Regions from separate parts of the Manis pentadactyla genome. Here region 2 is linked to region 1. Evidence: chromatin contacts called from public Hi-C data. All regions are on one chromosome and are shown on one strand. Each heading gives the region's core, a stretch centred on a gene start, on an enhancer-like site or on the middle of the called end of the contact. The rest is flanking DNA. Distances are from core to core; before and after follow the strand shown.

What was found. A called contact is a pair of places that touch in the nucleus more often than the background predicts.
Region 2: a contact with region 1 is called in a Hi-C map of blood, with 4 times the contacts expected there. The contact joins the promoter of CAMK4 here to the promoter of STARD4 in region 1. A contact is called at or near these places in 3 of 3 Hi-C or Micro-C datasets (blood, fibroblasts and skin fibroblasts).

Annotation. Positions count from the first base shown.
Region 1 is chr2:51,678,817-51,684,486 of mManPen7.hap1, forward strand. It overlaps STARD4 (StAR related lipid transfer domain containing 4), which reads left to right and starts at 2,408. Exons shown (of 6, transcript XM_036886819.2): 1 at 2,408-2,552. LOC118913115 (a long non-coding RNA gene) reads right to left here and starts at 2,349. Exons shown (of 5, transcript XR_008993959.1): 1 at 2,216-2,349.
Region 2 is chr2:51,916,096-51,921,765 of mManPen7.hap1, forward strand. CAMK4 (calcium/calmodulin dependent protein kinase IV) reads right to left here and starts at 3,440. Exons shown (of 10, transcript XM_057492709.1): 1 at 3,048-3,440. The coding sequence starts at 3,208.

The sequences.
Region 1 (5,670 bases), core at 1,158-3,657:
TGTTGAATTGAATTAAGGCTGAGTTTTCCTGAGTCAAATTCTCTAAGTATAGAATTTGTTGTATTCCCTGGTTTTGATAGAGGGATTTTATTTTTATTCATGTTAACATTTATTCATATTAATACTTTAAATATTTTTTAATGTTCTTCAGTATGTCATATTTGATTTTCTTTTTGATCTAAGAGTTTGGGAAATCGAATCTTCTTTTAAATTTTCAATTAGTTGGAGGTATTTGTGTATGTGCATTTTAATTTTGTTTTTTATTTATAGATTTATTGTCTCCTGGTTAGAAGTTGTGGATACATTATTTTTGTGTTTTGGATTTTTTTTCTGTTTTTCTTCTTGGAAATTCTTTATGTATATTAATACATTCAGTTTGATTATAGGCAGGGCATGGGAGGGAATGTGTTTTTGTCTCTTTAGGCTGACTTTCTGTATAGATGGTAAAATACATTATATGTCTCCTTTATTCTTGAACTCTAGATAGAAAGTTTATTTTCATTTTCAAACTTCTTGGAGGGGGGACTTGTTTGTGGCCCTATATACTACAGTTCCCTCATGAGTACAATAACAGTGCGTACCTTATGGGTACTAAAAGGATTAAATGAGTTAACACATGTAAAATGCTAGCACTGTGCTTGGTCCATAGTAAACTCTAAATAATAGCTCCAGATGATATTTTCTTTTTTCTGAATTGGCACTTATTTTTTTTTTTTAGTAGCATTTCACTTTGATAGACATAGGGTGGTTTTAATCACCCCAACTTCTTTCTAATCAAGAGAAACATGGCAACAGATAAAGAACAAAGGCAAAGAAACAAAAACCTCCTTACTGGGTATGAGTGTGATGTAATGAGCTTATGTAGCATCCCTTCCAAAAAGAAAAAAAGCCAAATTAATTTTGTTTTAAGCATGCTTTAGCAGGTTCTGTGAGAGAATATGCAGAGCTGCTGAAGAATATACTGAAACCTGAAACCTAATAAGGACAGACAGGAATTCTCTACTTCTCTGAAATGGTTCTGAGGACTTGTTCCTCTGCACCATTAAACCATGCAAATCTGGGCAAGGATTAGGTCTTCCATTTCTGGTCTCCACTGCTGTGCACAGGGGCCTGACAGCTGAGAAACACAAGTTTTGTTGGAGTTAAGAGCCCCAGTTTTTAAGTCCCAGACCTCTATCAAATTCCAGTTCAGCTACTCAGTAATGGTAATCTGCTTTAAGATCTATGCCTGGGGCTAAAATTCATTTATTACTGTCACCCTTGTTTGCAGATAGATAGATAGATAGATAGATAGATAGATAGATAGATAGATAAAATTTGAGATGGTTGTGAAAAAGTGCTTTGTATAAAGTTTTACATTATATCTCATAGAATCCACTTAGCCACTCCTCCGACGTAGGTGTGTTTTATAGATGATTACCTGTGAGATGTAATGGAAAAGTAATCACCAAACAAAAAACTCTTCCTTTTATGTATAGACAATGAGGTAGGATTTTAAAATTTTGCCCCAAATAACTAGCAAATGGTGTTTGGTGATTCTTTTAGTGACGTTAATTAAAAATTTTATCAAATATTTTTCTCATTGCAAAAATGACTAATGGTGTAGCGCTGCATTCCTTCTTACTCTTAGTTTTACAAACTACACACCCTAATAAATAGAGTTTGTAAACACTTGATTTTTAGTATTCCAATTTGTCAACATCCTATCAGATGGGGGACTTCACAGCCACTGGAAGAAAAGTTACTTAAACATCAGAACACTTTACTAAGCTAGAAAACCAACGGCCACACCCCTTTTCTTTGTTTTCAAGGTAGTCCTCAGAGGAAAAACGCTAGGAGAAAGATCAGTTCACACTGTGGCAATAACTTTGTAAATATGTGTTCTCATATAACGCTCTAACTTTTAAGTCAGGGGAGGAGGAAGGTTGAAGGCCCCGTCATCCTCCGCATGGGCGCATTTTGGCTTTAGGTCCTGGGACCTGCAATGCAGCTGCGGGATACTAGGTCTTCACAGCAGTGGACAATTTAGACCACCCTTACTGCTCACTGTTATCCCTCACTTCCTTGATGTGTCCGTGTTTCTCCCAGTTGGATTTACTGCCTTGCAAAACCCTTTCATCATGAATTGGCTACGGCGATATCCCGCGCGGAGCCAAACCCACCCGCAACCCCACAAATACCGGGAACCTGGCCGGCTACGGCAGCCCACTCTCACGTGGAATCAGTCCATTTCCCGTCGACCAATCAGCGCTCCACACGCCGCCGCGCCAGCCAATCCAAGCAAACACACACTGCTCGGGCCAACTTCTGCTGCTTGCTTTCCGAGACACTCGGGTGGGTTCCCCAGACACGCCAGGAAGGTTCGGCCCGCCTTCCCTAAGAGCTTGATGTCTTCCAATTGGCTGCGATCCCCAGTGGCTTGACGCTGATTGGTTGCTGCCGCCCGCCGCAGGCAGAGAAACTGAGCGCTCCAACACGGCAGTGTCGCGGAGAGCGGTCAGTCTGTGGCTCCCGGCGGACCCGAGCTCCGCAGGCTGCTCGGTGCGTCTCAGGTAGCCTAAGGTAGAGGCCCGGAGTCGCGGCGAAGCGAGGCGGCTGGAGGGAGGGCGGCGGCGGCGTCCGGGGCGTTTTCCCAGAGCCGATCCGGGAGTGGGGTGCGGGAGGTCTCGGGGCAAGTTCGGGAAGGCGGACCCCGGCGTCCGGAGGGTGTGGACCTCACAGGTGCAAGACACTGAGGCCCGGGGCCGCGCCGGACCGATCCCAGGGCTCGCACCGAGCCTCCCTACACTGCTCGCCATCCTAAGGTCTCGAACGCGGCTTAGGCTTCCGTTTTTTATCTGTTGAATGGGGAAGGGGCGGTACTAACCTCGCTTTTGAGGCGTGGTGAAGGTCCATTGAGGTAACTGAGAAAAATTACCTGAGCTATTTTGGGATCAGGAACCAAGACAGAATATGACACATTCATGTATGATGTCACACGTTTTATGTAAATTCTCATCCAGCCACTGATCAACTTCCAGCGTTTTACAGAACAGGCCTTTAGGCTCCGTAGGCAGAAGCCTTCGATTGGAATTCTGGTCCCATCACTTATCAGCTGTGTAGTCTCGATAAGTGACTTAATTTCCCTGTTTCTGTTTCAACTTTACGTAAAGTAGGGATAATAGGATCGGCTTTTAAGATTGTTTATGCGGATTAAATGAAAGAATACAATTTAAAATGGCCAGAAAGACTGATCCCATAGTAAATGATCAATAAATGTTAGGTGTTGTTATTATTTTAAATAAAAGATTAGGCTCTTGAACATTAACCTGGACCCAGACTTAACGCTATGATATCATTAGAATTTATTATTGTGTTGTGTTGTAAAAAGTCTCAACACTGTACTCACAGTAAAGCCAGTGAGCACTGAAAACAGCAGCGTTAATCACATTTGCAGAAGTAGGTTTCCCTGTTGGGTTCCTGCTACAGCCAGTCTCAACAACAAAAAACCACTGTACCTGAGTTGGAAAAGCTAAATTACCAATTCAAGATTCATTGGGCATCAAGCATATGCTGAAATTTTTATGTTAGGTAGAAAATATAATTTATAAGGACTTGGTTTGCACATCTTGGGGAAAATCTATGGCATGTTAAATTGGAGCTGTTCACATAAGTGAAACGTATCAATCAGGTAATGTAAGGTTGAACAGTTCTGATATGAGCTTCTTTAATAAGTGAGTTCTGACTTAATCATACTACATAAGTACAGACAGACATTTGTGGCACTTTTTATTGGAGGTTAAAATGTCTTAATAGTTAAAATAGAACTTCTGTGGTCACTTTACTGTGATAAATATTTGTTAAAAATTGGAGTTGTATCAGTCAATGACTGTGGTGCTGATAAATGGTCTCAAAATTTTTAACTTGGGAGGGCTGCCCACTCTATGATGGCAGCCACTGTCTACATTAGTGATGGCTTCAAAAACGTGGGCATAGAAAATGAACAAAAAAGTGAAAGTAAGGGGAAAAATGAATTTGAATAACTGCCAAAACACATACAAGGTTTTACACAGAGCTGTTAGATTCTGATACAGTTAAATGGTATTTTTTCTCTCTGATATGTAAGTGATGGAGAGGTTCTTGATATAAGGAAAAGCCATAAAAGAAAATTAATAAGAGGGAGTTCAGAATGGTATTTAAAACAATTCCCTGACAGTTTCCACAGATGGAGATTGCAGAGGGCGTTCTGTGGACTCCTTTCAGTTGCTGTGAGAGTGCCCTGCTGTATGAGGAGAGTGCCAAGACCTTGCTAACCCTCATACCGCCCCCACCCACCTTCTGGAATATATTTGAAAGATGCTCTTATGCCTGCCCACAAAAATACAATTTAGACAGTAATCATTATTCCCTTTTGGACTCAATGTTGAGGAAAAATCCATGTAAGAATTAACTGCCTGGTTAAACATCATGTTGGGCTAAAAGCTGTCTGAGTTTATATTTTGTTTTCTTTCTTTCCTACCTCCTATGCCACCACCCATAAAGAGGCTAATTAATAGGAGTTTTTAATGTTTTAGATTTTGTTGTTTGTGGTTGCAGTTCAAAGTTTATTTAAAGGTGGAAAAACTCAGTTTGAGCAAAAACTGGATTACATCCATTTCTGTAGTTTTAGGACCCGCTGTGTACTAACTAGATGATAAGTAGTAGACCACCTTGAGAAATTGCTGTGCTTCGTTATGGCAGTGAATGTTGTGGTCATTCAGAAGCTCAAGGACGCTTGGTGTAAACGGGTCAGCCTTAGATGTCATGACATCTTTCATACTAGTTGTGCATTGTCTACCCATTGTCCCCTTTTTTATTCACTGTGTTCTACTGTATGCTAGACATAAGGAATATAACATTGAACAGGCCACATATCCTGCCTCAGAAGATTTACAGTTAAATGGGAGAAGATGACAAATGAATAATTACAGTACACAGTTGCTCTGAGAGAACACTGGAGGGGGTGCTAACCTAGTCTTTCAGGAAGTCCAGGGAAGAAGAGTAGAAATTAGGCAGTGATCTGCCAGATCATAAAAAGGCCCATAAGCCATATTAAGGAGTTTGAAATTTTTACTGATCAGTAGGAGTGAATAGTTCCTAAGGTATGCACCTTAAACATTCAGATTCTAATCTTTATTGGTAGTTTTATTGCTTACTTTTTGTGTGCTGGATTTGCACAAAGATAATGTCTATGATAGTAGTAGATTTCCATTTCATCTTTGATTTCCATCAAAAAGTTTTGAAAAGCATTCTTACCAGTTAACCATAACTGCAAGCTTTTGAGTTTAAAAAATATTGTTTAATCATAATAATCCCAGTTATAGGTAAATGAAGTTTTTTTTTCAAGTCCTCTCTAAGAATTCGGGCTTGTATAACATACCCTTGAATAGGTCATTGTACTGGCTATCAAGTTGGCAGTCTTTTGAGGGGAAATGGGGTACGTTCCTGACTGGCAGAGCTAATCCACTTTTAGTTTGTGTGTAGGATCTATACTTATTATATAGTTTGCATGACTTAAACAGATCCTAAATTCTATATTAATTGAATTTTCTATATATGCTTTCCCTTGTTTCTGAAGGGATATGTCACCCCAAAATATGCCACTCTTGGCTAGGAATTATTCTGAGCTAAAGGCAATTAAAAAGGAGCAAA
Region 2 (5,670 bases), core at 2,190-4,689, 240 kb after region 1:
GGTTGGCAGGGAGGTAGAGATTGAAAGTCATTAGCCTAAAGAAACTATAGTTAAGTGGAATGGAATTTTTGAAAAAACTGATTCCAATTAATGTAACACACTTTTCTTTTGTCCTAATTATCTTTCATTTGGTTTCCCTTAACTTGGTTGTGGGGGAATACGTCTAGTTTTGCTACAACTATTCTTTCAGTCAGGTACACAGACAGAAACAAAAGGTGGGAAACAACAGAAAAGCAGAACATGAGTTTGGATGTGCAGGGCTCCACAGAGCAGGCCAGGCCAAATTCTGTCCCTCCATGTGCCAAACCATGAGGCAGAATCTGACCAGAGGCAGGCTCCCTTCTCCCTGGGAAAAGCCTTTAAAATGCCAGCATCTCAAGTTACTGGGCAAAGGACCAACAGCTCTGTAGGATATGGAGCCCTGAATAGGATCAGGGCCAATTCATATTTTTAAGTAGATGAATTTGTTGGTGCAGAATGACTTCTGTAAACTTTTTGACAAACTCAATAAACAAAGCAATGTTTTCATGTGATGTGATGTTTAAAAACTTACTTTCCCTGATATTAAGTAATCCCTGTCACTCCCACTCCCATTCCTCACCCCCATCCAGCAAAAACAGAAAAACAAAATATATCACATCTGTCCTGGTCTGAAAGGCACCATGCCATCAGTGCTGTCAGCGTCATCAAATGGCTTTAAGTGTTCTCAGCTGTGGGAATTCAGCTCCCTGAAATTCCCAGACACCTCCTCTGGTGTGTTACCCTGATGGTCACGTGTCCAATCTTCTTTAATTCAGGCATCACTAGTTTACAGTCGATAATTGTGACAGAGGAACACTTCTCACAAATTATCTTCATCAAGTGGGGATTGTCTACACCCTGGAACTAACCACAATGGCACCTCACAGCCCCAAAGGCATTGTTTTCTTAGCACCTTAATGACAACTAATGACTTAAATTTTTGGTCTTAAGAGTCACCAGTGGTGGGCAAAAGAGAGTAAAGACTTGAAACTCAGGGACTGTTTTTGTGCAGGAAGGAAGAGGACTTTGTCAGTCAATACATATAATTTTGTTGGATTCTTTGGCTTTATACATTCTTAGTAATTGCATCTGTAATACTAATTGTTTTATATTTTATGTTTATTTCATTGAAAAAAAATAACTTTGATCATGAAGTGACAGTATTTCTCATAGTCCCAACCAAATGGAATAAGCATGGAACTCACCAATACTGCCATCTACAGAGAGTTTACTTAATACATATGACTACTGAAAATTAGCAAAGGTAAGGATTTTTACCTTTTTTCTCAAAATATTTTAAATCTGTGATTTTCAAGGTAATCAAATTTTACTGCAAAATATAACACCAAGCTTTAAAAAAAAATTTCAAATTCCTTAGTTTTTCTCTATGAAACCTACAATCCCATATATATGTACAATTACCAGTTTATTTTTTTCTAACCACTTTCCCATTCCTCAAATTAAGGAAATTTCTTGAGTTTCCCGATGGTGAAGCTTATTCATAAAGATAATGTGTGCTGATAAGTCAGAGCCAATTAGAGGCATCTAGGGTAAGTATTACTCAGAAAGCAGTTAGATTTGGTGGTGGGACAGTCCCTGCAGTGCCATCAGGCACTTCCTCTACTAGGTGGCAGTTTTAAAACACCAAGTAAACAATTTTAAGTAGATTATCTCTTTAATCAGAAGTTAACAGGGGTAGGCATTTCATTTTCAACATACCAGTGATGCATATAACAGCAGATCTTCAGATGAACATTGAACACTTGATCAAAACAGGATATTTATGTGTACATTATTCAATGCTGAAATATTCTGGAATATTTTTGAACACTGATAAGCTGCTAAATTTTCATTCAGAAGTTTTGCCTTTCTTACAAACCTTCTGTACTCCCCGAGCCACTAAAAGTAGTGGCAACTTGGAGGGGTGGCGACCTTCCACCTTCCACCTACCTACCAACATCCAACACCCTATACTGTGGTCTCCAGAGGCATAAAAAAGAAATTGGCTGTTAGCTAAACTCTTTCCAGCAAAAAAGAAAAAGAATGGAAAATGAAATAGCAAATAAGTATTAAGTACAGAAGAGTCAATTTGTTGGCAGTTGAAATTACATTTTCAGATCCCCTGTCATAACGGTCCTAGTTCAAAATTTTTTGGAAAGAAGTCCCCTTACCACTGGGTAACAGAAACGAAAAAAGGAAATGGAAAGGAAGGGAAAGAAAACATAATTTTCAATGGATGAAAAGCTGAGAACCTATGACATTACCCACATGGCAAAACCACTACCTGTCTGACTCTTCAGAGGAGGGATGAGGGACATTTCTGCCACCTGTAATGGCTTTTTGCATAGATAATTTAAATAAATCACTCCAGCATTAAAGAGCAGCTTCTAATTACCACTGCCTGGACCCCATGTGCTGTTTTCTTAAAGCCACACTAGTTCATTATTCTGCCTTTATCTCTCTTAAATGATTCATCCCCACTCCCTCACCCACTTCATCCTGTGCAGACTCTGCAGGGAAGCTAGTATTTAAGTTTGATTTCTAGTGCCACTTGCTCTGGAGAGCATGGTGAGGGGAAGGAGGAAGAATCTAATTTAATAATTCTGTCATGATTTGGAGAGGCACCCTCTACCCCGACCCCCCAAAACTAGACAGGAACCTCTGGCAAGCTATAAGCGTGAGCAAAGACACCAACTGGGAAGCAGGGCCCACGTGCGGTGGGCGCTGCACCCAAGGAAAGCGGCAGCCGGCGAGCAGGAGGGAGCGCACCGGAGCAGCGGCCCGGCCTGGGCGCTCCGCGGAGACCCCGCTCTCACTTGAATAGTGCTTAGCTCTCTCCCGGACACCAGGCTGGGGATGTCCTGGGGCCAGAGACCGCCGCCCGCCTCTCGGGAGCTGTCCCCGCGAGAGGGGCAGCCCGCCGTACCGCCTAAGGCTTGCCCCGGGAGTCCGAGCCCGCGCGCAGGGCGCCGGCGTCACCAGGTCCAGAGCACCCCGTGCGCCCCGGCCAACGCCCCCCGCCTTACCGTCCCAGCTCCGACTCCACTTCGAAGAAATCGTTCAAGGCATCCCTGTTGGAGCCGTCGATCCAGTAATCCGGGACGAGGTTCCCGGCCCCCGGGGCCACAGTGGCGGTGCCCGAAGAGCAGGACGAGGCGGAGCACGAGGGCGCCGTGACTTTGAGCATCTTCGCGGCGGGACCCCGGAAGCCGCCGCCGCTGCCGCCGCCGCTGCCGGAGCGAGGAGCCCGGCCGCCAGCCGCCGCCTGCGAACGCAGGAGCGAGCGGCGGCGTCCTTCACACCCGCGCGCACGCCCACCGTGGCCGCCGCCGCCGCGCCCGCCGCCGCCCTCCGGCTGCGGCTCCCTCCTTGCGCGCTCGCCCGCGGAGGGGCGCGGAGAAGGGGCCGCGGGGCTGGGAGGCTGTGGGAGGGAGCACCGGAATCTCAGCCGCCGGGGTGAGGAGAGGCGGAGGCGCTGCGAAGGAAAGAGACTCCCTCCCACTGCGCTTCTTCCCTCCCCACCTCCCCTCCTCCCTCCGCCGAGCCTTCCCAGCGCCCCCTCCCTTTCTCCCGGTCTCCCTCCCAGGCGGTGGCTGCGGCGGAGCCGGCTAGGGCGGCTCCGGAGGCTGGAGCTCGGGGAAGGCACGGGGACCAGAGCATCGTCCCACGCGCCTTCCCGCGGGAGCCGGAGCCTGGAAGGGACGGCGCGCGGTGGGACGCCCTTCTCCGGCAGTGGCGGGCTCCCGGCGCGCTCTGGGAGCACACGGGCCAAGGGACCAAGCAGGATGGTGAGAGAAGAACCTGGCTGTTGGCGCAACTCATCCCTCCTTAGGCGTCTTGGAACCAGCCACCCGTTGTTCGTTCTTCTGTCAAAGCTTATACTGGTGGCAGGGGAGGGTGTCCTGTGGTCGCCAATCCCCAAGGCTCCTGTGCTGGGACTCAGTGAACGCCGCAGGAAAGGGAAGCGCCAGGGTGGACGCTGACCTGACTTACCTTTGAGTGAAGGCTTCAGATGGAATAGGTGCTGTCCTCTGCTGCTGGCATTGTCTGCTTTGACACTGTTGGAGTTCCGGAAAGGGCAGGTGTTTGCTGTGCCTAGTTCACTCCCAGCTCTGAAGGGTAGCAACAGAAGTCACCCGCAGAAGTGACCTAGAGAATTGCAGGTCTGGGAGGGTCCTTGTGGATGACTTAAACCAGGACCTGTCACCACTCATGTCAGAGAAAATTGCCACATTTAAAGCTCTTTCCTCCTCCCAAGAAATGTGCCTCATCACAAGCATCCTGATGTCTGTCACCAACCTTCAGGCTATTCTTTTAAGCACTGCTTAAGTGTATATTGTCTGTCTATACTTGTACCCTCAAACTTTTTTCTTTTCAAATATCAGCAGAGATGAAGAACAAGCATTAGTCACTATATTCTGTAATAATCTTTAAATATAAAGACAGTTATTACATTACGGTTATTACATTTCTGGCTAAATAATTCTAAGTCCTCTATTTAATCTTATTTCACAGATACTACTTTTAATCTTTTTATTTCCCTGAGTAACTCCAACATGCACTAAACTCTTCTCAGTGTGTCTCATTCCTGATAACACCAGTAAATATGGTCAATATTCTCCTCTAATTTATTGATTTATTTCCTAGTCTTAAGAGCTTCTATGCAATATTGGTGAACTATGAAAAAAAAACCCAAAATCTAATCAATTAGTGTTAGGAATGTCATCCTTAGCTGCTTGGAAGTGAAAAAATAAATACAAAAATTATTTTTCACAGGTAATATTATGAAGATTAGTACATGCTCAATTTGTAAGTGGCCTTAAAAAGAGCAAATATATATATATTCATACAAATTCAGTTAAAAATACTGAATTATTTGCTGAAAGATAGAAAATGCTTACATGACTTGCTATTTTTCAGAGAACAAATTCGCTCATTTTCATGTTAGAAAATCAAGTTCTTAAGCACAGCAAGCTAACTCTCCAAAGTAAGTTCTGGTTCCCACTACGTAGGGATGAGCATGAAGTAGTTATTAGGCCATTTTTATTCACACCTCTTTGAGGCAAGTCCTAGAGTGGCAGTACTGCATGTAGATACTTGTCTGTTGTGAGCAATTCTTTTACAACATAAGTCCAAAGCAAGCATATTACACTGAAAAAGATGGTAAGCCTTTTTTCTCCTGCCATTTTAGGGAACAATAGTTAGAGGAACACCATTTCATGGTACAGAGGTGATTGTAGAAATAATATTTACATTCAACATTATTTTAGTCATCTGGCACCTATGCTTTTCATAACTGACTTTTCTAAAAGTACTATTAACTGAAATTGATAAAGAGGGTATTAGGTTTACTGAATGAGGTTTATTTTTTATTTAAAAACAAGATGAAAATAAATAAGTTATTTTCAAAACAGATGAGATTGGAATTGAATCCATGCAATTTATTTTTATTCATTGTGAAATATCATCTAAAATGACCAGAAAAGGAAAAAAGACATATATCAACAATAAGAAAGGGAGAAATAATATCAGCTAGATCTTAGAATCTAGGATCAGATGGACAAATGGATGATCACTCAGATGAAAATTCAGATATACAGAAAGGCATGAAGACAGCAGAAGTGGGATATATGTGTAAATAGAAAAGAC